2 separate regions of the Salmo salar genome follow, and region 1 is linked to region 2. A link is a contact called in public Hi-C data. All regions are on one chromosome and are shown on one strand. Each heading gives the region's core, a stretch centred on a gene start, on an enhancer-like site or on the middle of the called end of the contact. The rest is flanking DNA. Distances are from core to core; before and after follow the strand shown.

Evidence for each region. A called contact is a pair of places that touch in the nucleus more often than the background predicts.
Region 1: a contact with region 2 is called in a Hi-C map of gill, with 5 times the contacts expected there. The contact joins the enhancer-like site here to the promoter of LOC106578551 in region 2. A contact is called at or near these places in 2 of 3 Hi-C or Micro-C datasets (gill and muscle).

What each region holds. Positions count from the first base shown.
Region 1 is chrssa19:19,090,392-19,097,376 of Ssal_v3.1, forward strand. No RefSeq gene overlaps it. Among protein-coding and RNA genes, the nearest start is that of LOC123729052, 23 kb to the right of the region's middle. Within about 2 kb of position 4,225, at least 1 of the 13 cell types and tissues checked has an H3K27ac peak or open chromatin away from gene starts, as enhancers often do. A contact at or near this core is called in gill, where this site is marked.
Region 2 is chrssa19:18,844,787-18,851,615 of Ssal_v3.1, forward strand. It overlaps LOC106578551 (BMP and activin membrane-bound inhibitor homolog), which reads left to right and starts at 4,940. Exons shown (of 3, transcript XM_014157506.2): 1 at 4,940-5,482. The coding sequence starts at 5,407. It overlaps LOC123728958 (a long non-coding RNA gene), which reads left to right. Exons shown (of 3, transcript XR_006760645.1): 2 at 2,005-2,120; 3 at 2,180-2,308.

The sequences.
Region 1 (6,985 bases), core at 2,975-5,474, 240 kb after region 2:
CCCCCCCCTCAAATGATGAGTGGTATAGTCTTAAACCAATGTTTAACGAGTTAAGTAAAACAACCAAGCTTTAACCTTTGCGACCAAGCTTTAACTTCCTGACTGATGTCTTGAGATGTCGCTTCAATATATCCACATCATTTGCCTTCCTCATGATGCCGTCTATTTTGTGAAGTGCACCAGTCCCTCCTGCAGCAAAGCACCCCCACAACATGATGCTGCCACCCCCGTGCTTCACGGTTGGGATGGTGTTCTTCGGCTTGCAAGCCTCCCCCTTTTTCCTCCAAACATAACGATGGTCATTATGGCCAAACAGTTCTATTTTTGTTTCATCAGACCGGAGGACATTTCTCCAAAAAGTACAATCTTTGTCCCCATGTGCAGTTGTGTAACCGATGTGAAATGGCTAGCTAGTTAGCGGGGTGCGCGCTAATAGTGTTTCAATCGGTGACGTCACTCGCTCTGAGACCTTCAAGTAGTTGTTCCCCTTGCTCTGCAAGGGCACGGCTTTTGTGGAGCGATGGGTAACAATGCTTTGTGGGAGGCAGTTGTAAGATGTGTGCAGAGGGTCCCTGGTTCGAGCCCAGGTAGGGGCGAGAAGAGGGACGGAAGCTATACTGTTACAGTTGCAAACCATAGTCTGGCTTTTTATGGTGGTTTTGGAGCAGTGGCTTCTTCCTTGCTGAGCAGCCTTTCAGGTTATTACATTTGACATTTTAGTCATTTAGCAGACGCTCTTATCCAGAGCGACTTACAGTCGTGAATGCATACATTTCATAAATTTTTTTTTCCTGTGCTGGCCCCCCGTGGGAAACGAACCCACAACCCTGGCGTTGAAAACACCATGCTCTACCAACTGAGCTACAGGGAATGTTGATATAGGACTCGTTTTACTGTGGATATAGATTATTTTGTACCTGTTTCCTCCAGCATCTTCACACAGTCCTTTGCTGTTGTTTTGAGATTGATTTGCACTTTTCGCACCAAAGTACATTGATCTCTAGGAGTCAGAACGCGTCTCCTTCCTGAGCGGTATGGCGGCTGCGTGGTCCCATGCTGTTTATACTTGTGTAGTATTGTTTGTACAGATGAACGTGGTACCTTCAGGCATTTTGGAAATTGCTCCCAAGGATGAACCTTGTACTCCCGGCCGTACATCAGCTAGGGCAAATTTTGAGGAATTTGTTCCTATTTAGCAATACTCAATACCGATCTACTTACGTTGTAATTACACATTGAGTGGTGTGTATACTAATAAAGAGGATTCACAATGTTGAATAAACCCTGTGTTGCAATTTTTACAAAATAAAGTGGAAATGTGCAATATTTGTGAATGGAACAAAGTGCATTGAAATCTGAAATCATCTGGTGGTTTTGAGAGAATTGTTGTCATGTGTTCAAGCACATGTAAATCTTCCCAACGGACGCAGACGTTTAAACCAGGACACTCACGTTGTTCGCTCACACACACACTTACACAGAGAGAGAGAGGGAAAGAGAGACATACCCCAGAGCCCAGACAGAGACAGTATCGTCTGTCTTCATAATGTCCCAGGCGGTATATGAAAACAGTGATTCAGTGAATTATTTTTATGACGTAATGGTATCGAGAAGTCGAACACAGCTTTTCATTCAACATTGAATGGCTGTCTCTTATGAGAGAGCTTTTTTATTTGTCTTTTTTAAAGTTTTTTTTGCCGCAAGCTTACAATAAACACTTTAATGACTAGTTCAAACAGCACAGTCACTCTTTGTTAGCTAGAGAAAATGCCACTCATTCCACAACTGAATGCTTTGCCTCTTTTTATATACAGCATCTCTTCTACCAGTTGTGACCAGTGGCTGAGCACTGCAGTATCGTATTTCCTGCTTGTTATTGTACAGATGAAACCATCTCCCTAGAGCTAAATTCCAAAAGGCATCCTATTCCCTTTATAGTGCACTAGTTTTAACCGAGGCCCATGGGGCTCTGGTCAAAAGTAGTGCACTTCTATAGAAAAAAGTGTGGCATTTGGGACGTAGACATAGTCTATAAAGAGCATGCATTTATCCAGATGCAAACATTTTAATCATTTCGGAGTTTGTTGGTTGGAAATATATGGGCTGGCGAGTGTACTCCCTCCTGCTTCCCCTAAAGAAGAAATGTAATGTGACCTTGATTTGACTAGCCGGGCCGGCAGAGCAGAGTGGCAATGCGGTTGGGTTCTATGTGGGCCCTGCCTGGTGTTACATATATGTGGAGACAACCGTGGCCCCAAATTGTCTCCATGTGGATCTGATTATGTACAGTAGATGAGAAAGAGAGAGAAAGACACAAAGAAAGAGAGAAAGAGAGAGTAATGGGGAGAGAGGGAGAGAAAGAGAGAGAGAGCCCTGATCCTATGGCAGCAGTCAGGCCCCGGAGAGAGAGAGGAGAGACAGGGACATGAGGGTGGCACCAGGGTCTGGGACCATCCCCATCATGGTAAGGTACATGTAGGCTACCCACACAGAACAAAATTAAGGTTCTTAAATTATTCTTCCTCTGCTCTTAATGTTCCTAGGAGAACTCTTGCCTGAAAAATAACCTTTGAGTTAATTGTGGGATTCTTGATGTGGCATCTACGGTTCTTCAGAATTCTAAAAGGTTTTTGAAATGTATGGAAACTTGCAGATGTGTCCCTTTCATAGCACACAGAAAATTGTCCAGTGTTAACAAGTGTTGAATTCTCAATGTAACATTTCAAGTCTTGAGTCAAGAGTAAAATTAACACTCAGTGGTGTAAAAGAAACCCAATGTTGGTGTTAATAACCAGAGTTGAACCAAAGCCACACCCATCACTATCATACTTCCCAGCATGCTCTATTGCAGGTAGATTTTTTTAAATAGTTTGTTTCAACATCTATGTTTTTGATTGATTCATCTTATGCTACTTAGATATAAATAGCATACATTTTCCTAAACTATTCCAATCTGTTACTTGGACTTAATGCACCCGTTTTACTTAAACGGTTGTTCCAGTTTAAATGTTTAAGATAGTCTCATATATTAGTCTTCCCAACCCTGGCAGTCATTTTGAATGCAGGTTGCGGATGAATAAAAATTCTAATGTTGGATAGCCCCGCTCTGGCTGGATTCCAATATGAATTACACTTCACTTTGCAAGCCAGAATAATGTGACTTGCATTCCTGATGTGGCCTGTAAACAATGAGTTTCAGGCCACTGTATAAGGGTTAAACAAGGCCCTTAAAATAAGGCCTTATGAAATATGTATTGTCTTAAAGACTGCAATTTTAATGACAACAACATATTCATTAGGATATCACTTGGTGAAGGCCACAGGACTAAAAATGAATGAATGCAGCACATCGCACACTGGGAAATATGCTTAAATCCCTACAGCAAGGCTATTCAATTCTGGTCCTGGAGGCCCTAAACATTTCTTCTTTGGATTTTGTATAGTTCTTCTTCTTCTTCTTCTTCTTCTTCTTCTTCTTTGGTATTATGGCGGTCCATAAACAAATGTTATAGGTGCATGCCGCCACCTACTGCATTGGCTGTGTATTGGCAGTGTTCTTCAGTGACACTAAAATGGTTCCCCTACTGCATCGCTCTCAAGAACCTGATTTGGTTCCAATGTGCACCTTTATTTTCAAGAGTGAACAGTACAGTTCTCAAAGTGAAGTTGAATCACCATTTTCACTCAAGGTGTAAAAAAATATGAACTTACAGAGCCAAAAGTTTTACGAATGCTTATCTGAAAAGGCTTTCCTCTCAAAAGTTCCATTACATTTCCCTAATCATTCAAGTCTGTCAAGTAGTAACCAACACAATAATTTATTTGACTTAAAGGAGCTAGAATTTAAGTAACTAATCTCTTTGTACTTTGGGGAGAAGGGAGAAACCAGGCTGACCCATAGCGTGACAGTGGTCTATAAATAATCTGTCAATTGTTGTTCTTCTCTTGGAGGACTGTGTGGGATTCCTCAACATGCCATCACACTCGGCAGTGGGATTAGACACATTTGACGTAGAGTAAAGTTATGTTTTTACCTGGGATGTGCCAGACATCAGAGCGAGAGATCTCTTTGATGGGGGCTGAGACTGATAAAAAAGTGTTTTCTGTCTGTCACTGTTCTCTTCATGTTGGTCTGATGGTTCCCTGATCCGTAGAGAGAGAGAGAGAGAGAGAGAGAGAGAGAGAGAGAGAGAGAAAAAAATATCCTTAACTGCTTGTTTCGGATGCAGAAGGAGTGTGTCACGCCCTGACCTGAGAGAGCCGTTTTTCTCTGTTTAGTTAGGTCAGGGTGTGACATGGGGTGGGCATTCTATGTATTGTATTTCCTTGTTTTGGCCGGGAATCATACTTAGGCAGCCTTTTCCCACCTGTGTTTGTGGGTAGTTGTTTTCCGTTTAGTTTTTGTTGCCTGATGGAACTGCTTTTGTTTTGTTTCTTTGTTTAAGTGTTTTGTTATAGTAATAAATATGAGCACTTACCACGCTGTGTTTTGGTCCCCTTCTCATTACGATGAAAGCTATTACAGAGCGTCAATTTCTGCAATGAATTCGTGAGACCTTATTGGGGAGGTAGGGAGGGCAAGCGAGAGAGGACAGGACGTGGGGGAGAGAAGAATGTGTGTCGGCTAAACGTCTTGATAAATATTGTGCTGGTGTTTGTGTTGTACCAGATACAATCAGACGAGGGGACTGGGGTGGCTGCCAAGCTGCCTGCCATATCACTGAGATAGAAAATCAGCAGCCTATGAGACTCACTAGATTAGAAGCTGCTAAAAGAGCAGAAAACATCTCAGAAATGTAATGTAGACACGTACAGTCCTGGACAATACTGAGAAATGCCATGTATGTCCCAAATGGCATCATATTCCCTATTTAGCGCACTACGTTTGACCAGAGCCCTATAGGTAATGCACTAAATAGGAAATAGGGTGCCATTTGGGACACATTCTACGTACAGACCAGAAATGAAAGAGAAGCAAGAATAAAGAAAACATCTTCCTGCAAATTACTGTTCTGCTTCCTGTCTCCATTAATGTGACAAGTTATTACCATATAGTGGTAAAATAAAAGTCTTCCATACTTTTCAAGAACCTTTTAGAATTCTGAAGAACCGTAGATGCCACATCAAGAACCCTACTCTAAACTCAAAGGTATTTTTCAGGCAAGAGTTCAGATTAAGAGCTGAGAAAGAACCATTTAAGAACCTTTATTTACTTCAGTGTAGGTAACCTACCTGATCATCCTGGAGATGGACCTAGATCCTGGTGCCACCCTCATGTCTCTCTCCGGGTCATGGTACTGGTGACGTCACCCTATCTAATTTTAATACAACAATGGTAACATGATATTCTCTTATCTCATTTAAATAAATACCACCAACAACAGAGAAGGCGTGTTTGCAGAGGGGCTAGATAGCTACTCTACTGGTGCTAAAATTTGACTGTAGGGTGTCAGAAAATTTTATTAAAAGTTTACCTTATTCATCTATGGCAAAGATACTTACACGTTTCTCCTTTCATCTGTGTCTGGTGTAGAGGTCGACCAATTAATTAGCATGGCTGATTAATTAGGGCTGATTTCAAGTTTTCATAACAATCGATAATCGATCATTTTGGACATCGACATGTACGATTATATTGCGTCAAAAGGACCTTGTGGCTGCAAGGAGCCAAGGCAAGTTGCTAGCTAGCATTAAACTTATCTTATAAAAAACAATCAATCTTCACATAATAACTATCATCAACACATGGTTGATGATAATTCTAGGTTAACTAGCTTGTCGTGCGTTGCATATAATCAATGCGGTGCCTGTTAATTTATCATCGAATCACAGCCTACTTCAACTTCGCCAAACGGGTGATGATTTAACAAAAGCGCATTCGCGAAAAAAGCACAATCGTTGCACAAATGTACCTAACCATAAACATCAATGCCTTTTTTTAAATCAATACACAGAAGTATGTTTTCTCAATCCTGCATATTTAGTTCAAATAAATGCATGTTAGCAGACAGTACAAAAAACAAAACAAAACAAAATAAAATAATGAAATGTATGCATTCACTACTGTAAGTCGCTCTGGATAAGAGCGTCTGCTAAATGACTCAAATGAATGTAAGCAGACAATATTAACTAGGGAAATTGTGTCACTTCTCTTGCGTTCAGTGCAAGCAGATTCAGGGTATATGCATTATGATATAACATTGAAGGTTGTGCAATGTAACAGCAATATTTAGACTTAGGGTTGCCACCCGTTAGATAAAATACAGAACGGTTCCGTATTTCACTGAAAGAATAAACGTTTTGTTTTCGAAATGATAGTTTCCGGATTTGACCATATTAATGACCAAAGGCTCGTATTTGTGTGTTTATTATATTATAAGTCTATGATTTGATATTTTATAGAGCAGTCTGACTGAGCGGTGGTAGAAGAGCAGCAGGCTCGTAACCATTCATTCGAACAGCACTTTACTGCGTTTGCCAGCAGCTCTTAGCAATGCTGGATGCATATCGCTGTTTATGACTTCAAGCCTATCAACTCCCGAGAAAAGACTGGCAATACTAAAGTGCCTATAAGAACATCCAATCGTCAAAAGTATATGAAATACAAATGGTATAGAGAGAAATAGTCGACACATCATAATTCCTATAATAACTACAACCTAAAACTTCTTAACTGGGAATATTGAAGAACTGGGATATTGAACCACCAGCTTTCATATGTTCTTATGTTCTGAGCAAGGAACTTAAACGTTCGTTTTTTTACATGGCACATATTGGACTTTTACTTTCTTCTCCAACACTGTGTTCTTGCATTATTTAAACCAAATTGAACATGTTTCATTATTTATTTGAGACTAAATAGATTTTATTTATATATTATATTAAGTTAAAATAAAAGTGTTCATTGTTCATTCAGTATTGTTGTAATTGTCATTATTACAAATATATATTAAAATTGTTATTATTTGGTCCTCCAATAATCGGT
Region 2 (6,829 bases), core at 3,690-6,189:
ATGTACTTTAGAATTTAAAAATACCAAACGTATAGGTAATAACTGTAGCTTTCATACAGTAGGCTTACATAAACTCAGCAAAAATAGAAATGTCCCTTTTTCTGTCTTTCAAAGATAATTCGTAAAAATCCAAATAACTTCACAGATCTTCATTGTAATGGGTTTAAACACTGTTTCCCATGCTTGTTCAATGAACAATAAACAATTAATGAACATGCAACTGTGGACGGTCGTTAAGACAGAAAACAGCTTACAGAGGGTAAGCAATTAAGGTCACAGTTATGAAAACTTAGGACACAGAAGAGGCCTTTCTACTGACTGAAAAACACCAAAAGAAAGATGCCTAGGGTCCCTGCTCATCTGCGTGAACGTGCCTTAGGCATGCTGCAAGGAGGGATGAGGACTGCAGATGTGGCCAGGGCAAGAAATTGCTATGTCCGTACTGTGAGACGCCTAAGACAGCGCTACAGGGAGACAGGACGGACAGCTGATCGTCCTCGCAGTTGCAGACCACGTGTAACAACACCTGCACAGGATTGGTACATCCGAACATGTAGGCCTGTAAGTCAGGTCCTCATCAGACATCACCGGCAACAACGTCGCCTATGGGCACAAATCCACCGTCGCTGGACCAGACAGGACTGGCAAAAAGTGCTCTTCACTCTTTGCTTGTTGTCATTGCAGGCAATCTCAACTCTGTGCGTTACAGGGAAGACATCCTCCTCATGTGGTACCCTTCCTGCAGGCTCATCCTGACATGACCCTCCAGCATGACAATGCCACCAGCCATACTGCTCATTCTGTGTGTGATTTCCTGCAAGACAGGAATGTCAGTGTTCAGCCATGGCCAGCGAAGAGCCCGGATCTCAATCCCATCGAGCACGTCTGGGACCTCTTCGATCGGAGGGTGTGGGCTAGGGCCATTCCCCCAGAAATGTCTGGGAACATGCAGGTTTCTTGGTGGAAGAGTGGGGTAACATCTCACAGCAAGAACTGGCAAATCTGGTGCAGTCCATGAGGAGGAGATGCACTGCAGTACTTAATGCAGCTGGTGGCCACACCAGATACTGACTGTTACTTTTGATTTTGACCCCCCCTTTGTTCAGGGACACATTATTCCATTTCTGTTAGTCACATGTCTGTGGAACTTGTTCAGTTTATGTCTCAGTTGTTGAATCTTGTTATGTTCATACAAATATTTACACATGTTAAGTTTGCTGAAAATAAACTCGGTTGACAGTGAGAGGACGTTTCTTTTTTTGTTGAGTTTATATGACATACATGTATGTTTTATGAAATCCTTATGTAAGGTGATGAAACTTTGTCGCGTGCCGAATACAAGAAGTGTAGACCTTACAGTGGAATGCTTACTTACAAGCCCTTAACCAACAGTGCAGTTCAAGAAAGAGTTAAGAAAATATTTACCACATAAACTAAAGTAGTAAAATAATAAACAATTAACACAATAAAATTTAAAAAAGAAGGCTATATACAGAGGGTACCTGTACCGAGACAATGTGCAGGGGTACAGATTAGTCGAGGTAATTTGTGCATGTAGGTGGGGGTGAAGTGACTATGCATAGATTATAAACAGCAAGTAGCAGCAGTGTAAAAAAAACAAATGGAGTGAGGGGCATTTGATTAATTGTTCAGAAGTCTTATGGCTTGGGGGTAGAAGATCCTTGTACAGTGTGTAAATTATAACATAGTAATTAGGCTAATCGTTTTTTTGTCCATCTGGGACCTAAAAATGTCCTACATGTCGAACACACGGATGCACTGTAGATCAGGTCTCTCATAAACCTGTGGTGAAGGCTCAAATACTCACAGTGGGTCCTGTTGGGATCAAAGTCTGCAGGCTACATTCCCAACTTGCTCAATCTTTGAATGTTTGATTAAATTAACTGAGCCGAGGCTACTAATTAACCGTGGATAGCTACCTTCTACCTTTGTAGTACGCAAGAAAGCATTAACAATTAATGGAGCCACCCAATCTTTCCCTAGACGAGACGACCTCAAACTTGATATGACACACACGTCTAAGAGAGGATGAAGACAGAGGTGTCAGAGGATGTCTGTCTTACTCTGCTCCCGTCTCGGCTGGCAGATGGAGACCCTAGGTGAGAGAGACGCGGGGGGGGGTCAGTTCTAAACTGACCTCTTGTTTCTCTCCACACAGGTGAGTGGATCACTGGCCAGAATCCCGTCTGGACTGAAGGGGTCCCAGGACATCCTCTACTTAGTCAGGTAGTCTTCAACTCACCCCCACTTATCTCCCATTCTCTATCTATTGACAGGTAAGTGCCGTCATTCCCTCACAGCCCAAACAATAGCTCTCTAGGCAGGGATCCTGTAGTCAGGCTAAAGAGAACCCAACCAGGCATCACAGACAGACAGGGGCTTGACATTGGCAGGACAAACGGCTGCAGACAGACAGAGCTCTCTGTCCCCGCTCCCCAGCGAAGTATAGTGAATTTACCTCTTTACGCTGATCCTGGGTCAGTTTTGCATTTCCCCCACTAATGGTTAAGATCACGATTGGGAGGGGGAATCTGATCCCAGATCTGTACCTAGGGGAACCTCACCCCGGGGGCCCTCAGACGACTAGCCCTATACACACCCTTGTTGTCTCTGAGTCACACCTCCAGGTGTGGACAGTTTAATGGTCAGCAACATGAAAAGCCCCAGTCTGACCAGCTCACCGACACTGATCACCTCAGCATGAAAACACACACTGTTTTGTTTTCTTACCTGTTCTCTTTTTTGATTATGCAGTCAATCTATCTACTAGGTTTTACCCCAATAGCTGGGACTGACTGGCCATCATGGGACAGATGGGGGACACGTACAGAAATAACATGGCATAGTTTGTCCTGTCCATACTCAGTGTCCTACTTTGCACCAACTGTTTGAAACTAAACAGCTTCTAGTATTATTCAGGCATATTAAAATGACTGAACAAATATTTGAGTTCATTTGATTGATTGGTTTGAGTTGATTTGAGTTAATTGTATTGATTGGTTTGAGTTGATTTTAGTTAATATGATTGATTGATTCATTAAGGCATTTTTCGTGCAAGGGAGTATGTGATCTACAGTTGAGTTTAGACACAAAGGACATTTCACTCTGAGTCAGTAGATGGCGTCAATCGACCATACAGCTGTGATACTGGCAAAATGCCTACCTGTCGTGCATGGAACATGCCATTCGTGATGAATTGATAGAGCTAGAACCTCAATGCCTATTGGATATTATTTTTGTCTGAGAATATCACACCCTCTATTTAATTTCTATGGTTTCTTAGAATTGCTTTTATTTTCGGGAAAATGGCTATTATGTCGAACAGTTGCCCCCAAAAGCCAATAGCCTACACGTAGACTAATTAACCTGAGGGAGAGCATAATTTCAGAGCACAGTAGTAATTTTATGCTTGTTATGGAAAGTTGCAAGGGCTGTGGGAAATATGTAACTAAACTACTTATTGCCACAGTTGTCATTTTTAGAGGCAGAAGAACAAGTTAGGTTTAGTTTGTTGAATAGATTTGGGTGGATGATGATGCACATCAGGGATAGGTCTGGCGCCTCTCAGGAATTACCGACAATTACCGATAATTGCTGTCAATCCAGTTATTTCTGTACGTGTCCCCTTGAGCGGAATCGCACCCCTTTACCCTTTGACACTGAGTCGATGACCATCTATCTGTAGGGCAAATAATTAGGCCTGCGCGTCTCTATGTCTGCTCTCTCTCTCTTCTCCATACTCTATGAAAATTCGTGTCCATTTAGACCCACAAGGCTAAGCTTTTAGAACTATGCGAGTAGGCCTATGACATTTAGCTACCGTCGTGAGAAGGTCGCCGTTGTTGCCCTTTTCTGGGGATTCTGCCTGAAGGGGTTTATAATTACGGGATAGAAACAGGCAAAAACTGCTGCTGCACAGTTATCCACGAGAATGTTTGATGCTATCAGTGCAAAACCTTACCTAGCTGTCATTCCATGTAGCCTGTAATCTCTTTCCTTCACAGAATTCTTAAATAACCAATACCACATTGGTGAATAATGCTTCACCTTTTTCCTGAATTATGTTTGTGTGGTTGTAATCTTTCATTATCCTAACTCAATCAATCAGCCTTTAAAGTAGGTTTTTTTCTTAATTCATTCTTTTAATTTTTCAAACCAAACATCAAACAGTCTGCATCCTAAACAATCAACACCTCAACGGATAGTGACGGTTTTGAGTTGAGCTGGTTGCTTTTGATATCGATCGGAGACCAGTGCTGCTGTGTGTTTTGCATAGAATTGTTGGAGGGTAATTGAGTGTCAGTGTCTGTCTGTCGTCTCAGTGGCGCCATATGCCTTTTTGGATTGCTAATTTCTCTAACCGCCTGTCCGCTCCGCCCATAACATCCATTCTCACAGGCAGAAGCAATCTAGATATCTCCGGGCTGGCGTAGCCTGGGGAACCTGCTCACGATGGCGTCGGCCTGACGAGGCAATGCGGATGACACTATAGCTACAGACAGACATGTACAAATCAGCTAATAGCCTAGTCTGTTTGGAAGTTCACATAGTGTTTGTTTTCATTATTAGGCTATTGAGGTAGAATGTCATCTATGGTTATAGTTTATACACGTTTCTAAGGCATTTATAGGCATATTTGATGCTGCTATTTAATCAAAAACAATGTCGCGTAGCCAACGCCACAGTCTGCAAAAGGAGTGAATCAAACTGTAACAATGTTTCTTCACTTTTACTGTAGCCTAGTCAGCACGATAGACTACATCTCACTATCAGTAAGAGGAATGATAAATTGTGACCGCCGGGTGAACCAATGGAAATGTAAAGTTCATGAAGTATGCTAATTGGGCGAGGGGTGCTCCAATGGGCGCTGGTGGGGCGGAGTTGTGTTACGTAGAGAAGTCTGGCTCGGATATTTCTTCAACTCCAGGTCCACTACCCGAACTCGACTATTGAGGTGTTGGTGCGAGAGTAGACAACATTTTATTCACATTTCGTTGTTTTCGGATTATAAACGTTATGCTTGACCATCATCGCGGATGTGTGTAAAGTCGGATTGGACAAGTAGTCACAACATTTATCCGGTTTTCTACTAAAGGAATGTTTTTTTCTTCCTCTTTTCAGAAACTAACGATACAAGTGTTCCGCATTTCCAGTAGGGCTGTTCAAGTACACCAGTCGGCGTTTAGGCTTTTTCTCATGTAGCCTAGTTTTCCTATGCAGGGAAAAGCCTTTCGTTTTTCGTGTGCTTTTCTTACGTCTTCCGGTGGATTGTGATTGTGGCAACTATTTCTTCTGTAGATTTCATGTAACCGTGTCTTCGAGCTCAGCCCTGCGGGTTTTGGTACTTGGACAAGAGTGACTAAAAAGTTAGGCTACTTGTCGTAAATGGATCGCCATTCCAGTTTCATTTCCATTTGGCTACAACTGGAACTCTGTGCCATGGCTGTTCTTCTCACTAAAGGTAAACTTTGATCCCTTAAAACATGCCTTCATGTACCCTTTGCCTTTTTCTGACCAAAGGAAAAAGTTAAAAAAGGGTGAATGCGAGAAAACAGGGTCAGAACCTCCAAAGGCCTAATCATTGCTTTCTTATCCGTTTCCATTTGCGCAACGTTGAATAAGTCAAATTATTAAACAACGCAGTTTTGTCAACAAAATGACTTTCTCTTCGCTCTCTTTAGTTTTCGAACTTTGATCTTTCCTATAATAAAGAATGATGCAAATTAAACAAAAACGTTTCCGCGCATCCAGGTGGCGTGTTTTCTATAGCTGTTTCTAAATCTCAATAACTTTTAGTTTGTTTAATCTACTATATATTCCAACACAGGACAGGTGCCATAACATTGTTATAACTAAGAAAAACGTAACTTTCTATACAGTTTGTGGTCTGTGTTTTCCCCCATGAGTTCCTATAGCAAGGCCTTAACAGACCGAATGGCCCTAATGTTTCTCATAATTCTCGCGCTAGTGCACATCAATGGGATGTGTGGTATTATGTAGCCTATAGGCAATAGGGTTTAATGTAAATACTTCAACTTGAGTCTCCAAAGTAGAAAGCAAAGCCCAGTAGCTACTACGCTACGGATGTTTGGCTCCTATATATAAAGCATTTGGCAATTACGAGACCATATTTATTAGTTTGTTGCCGTAATGCCATTATAATGTGTTTAGGGCCCTGTCAATGGTCAGCGCATGATTAATAAGATGACAGCATGTAACTGGAGACTGGAAGTAGACAAAAAACATCGTGTAACAACATACAACGGCTGTGTTTATTTGTGTGCGTCTCTGTGTGTGTTTTTGGGGGGTAGCTGTCTTGTAACAATGTTAATTAGCCTTTAACTAGTAAAGCTATGGATTTATATTGGAAATTATAACAGGTCGATACAAATAGCTTGTGCCATATTTAACTTGTTGAACTCCATAAAAATGTTTTCAGTCATTTCAAATAATCTGACTATAAGTGAAACGCTATTCGTAGCATTTGCTGAGCGTTTTTAGCACATTATTTGTTGCGAAAAAACGAATAATATCAAGGTTGTTTGGTGGAAGCTTTTGAGATGAGAAGCCGAGAGAGCTCATTGCGCCCAGCCCGTCCTGACCACACTAATTCTTGCGTGAAAGCTAAAAAAAGGAGACTCCTGGGCTGCTCTCTCACCCCCTTTTACGAGTTTCCATTTGGGTTGAAAGAAAATTGACTTTGGAAAACAAACCACTAATTATAAGATACACGGTTCCTGTTTTATAATAGGGACGGACTAAAAGGACCATTTTGCACGGAAAGGGCTTAACCTCGGCGTATGTGCTG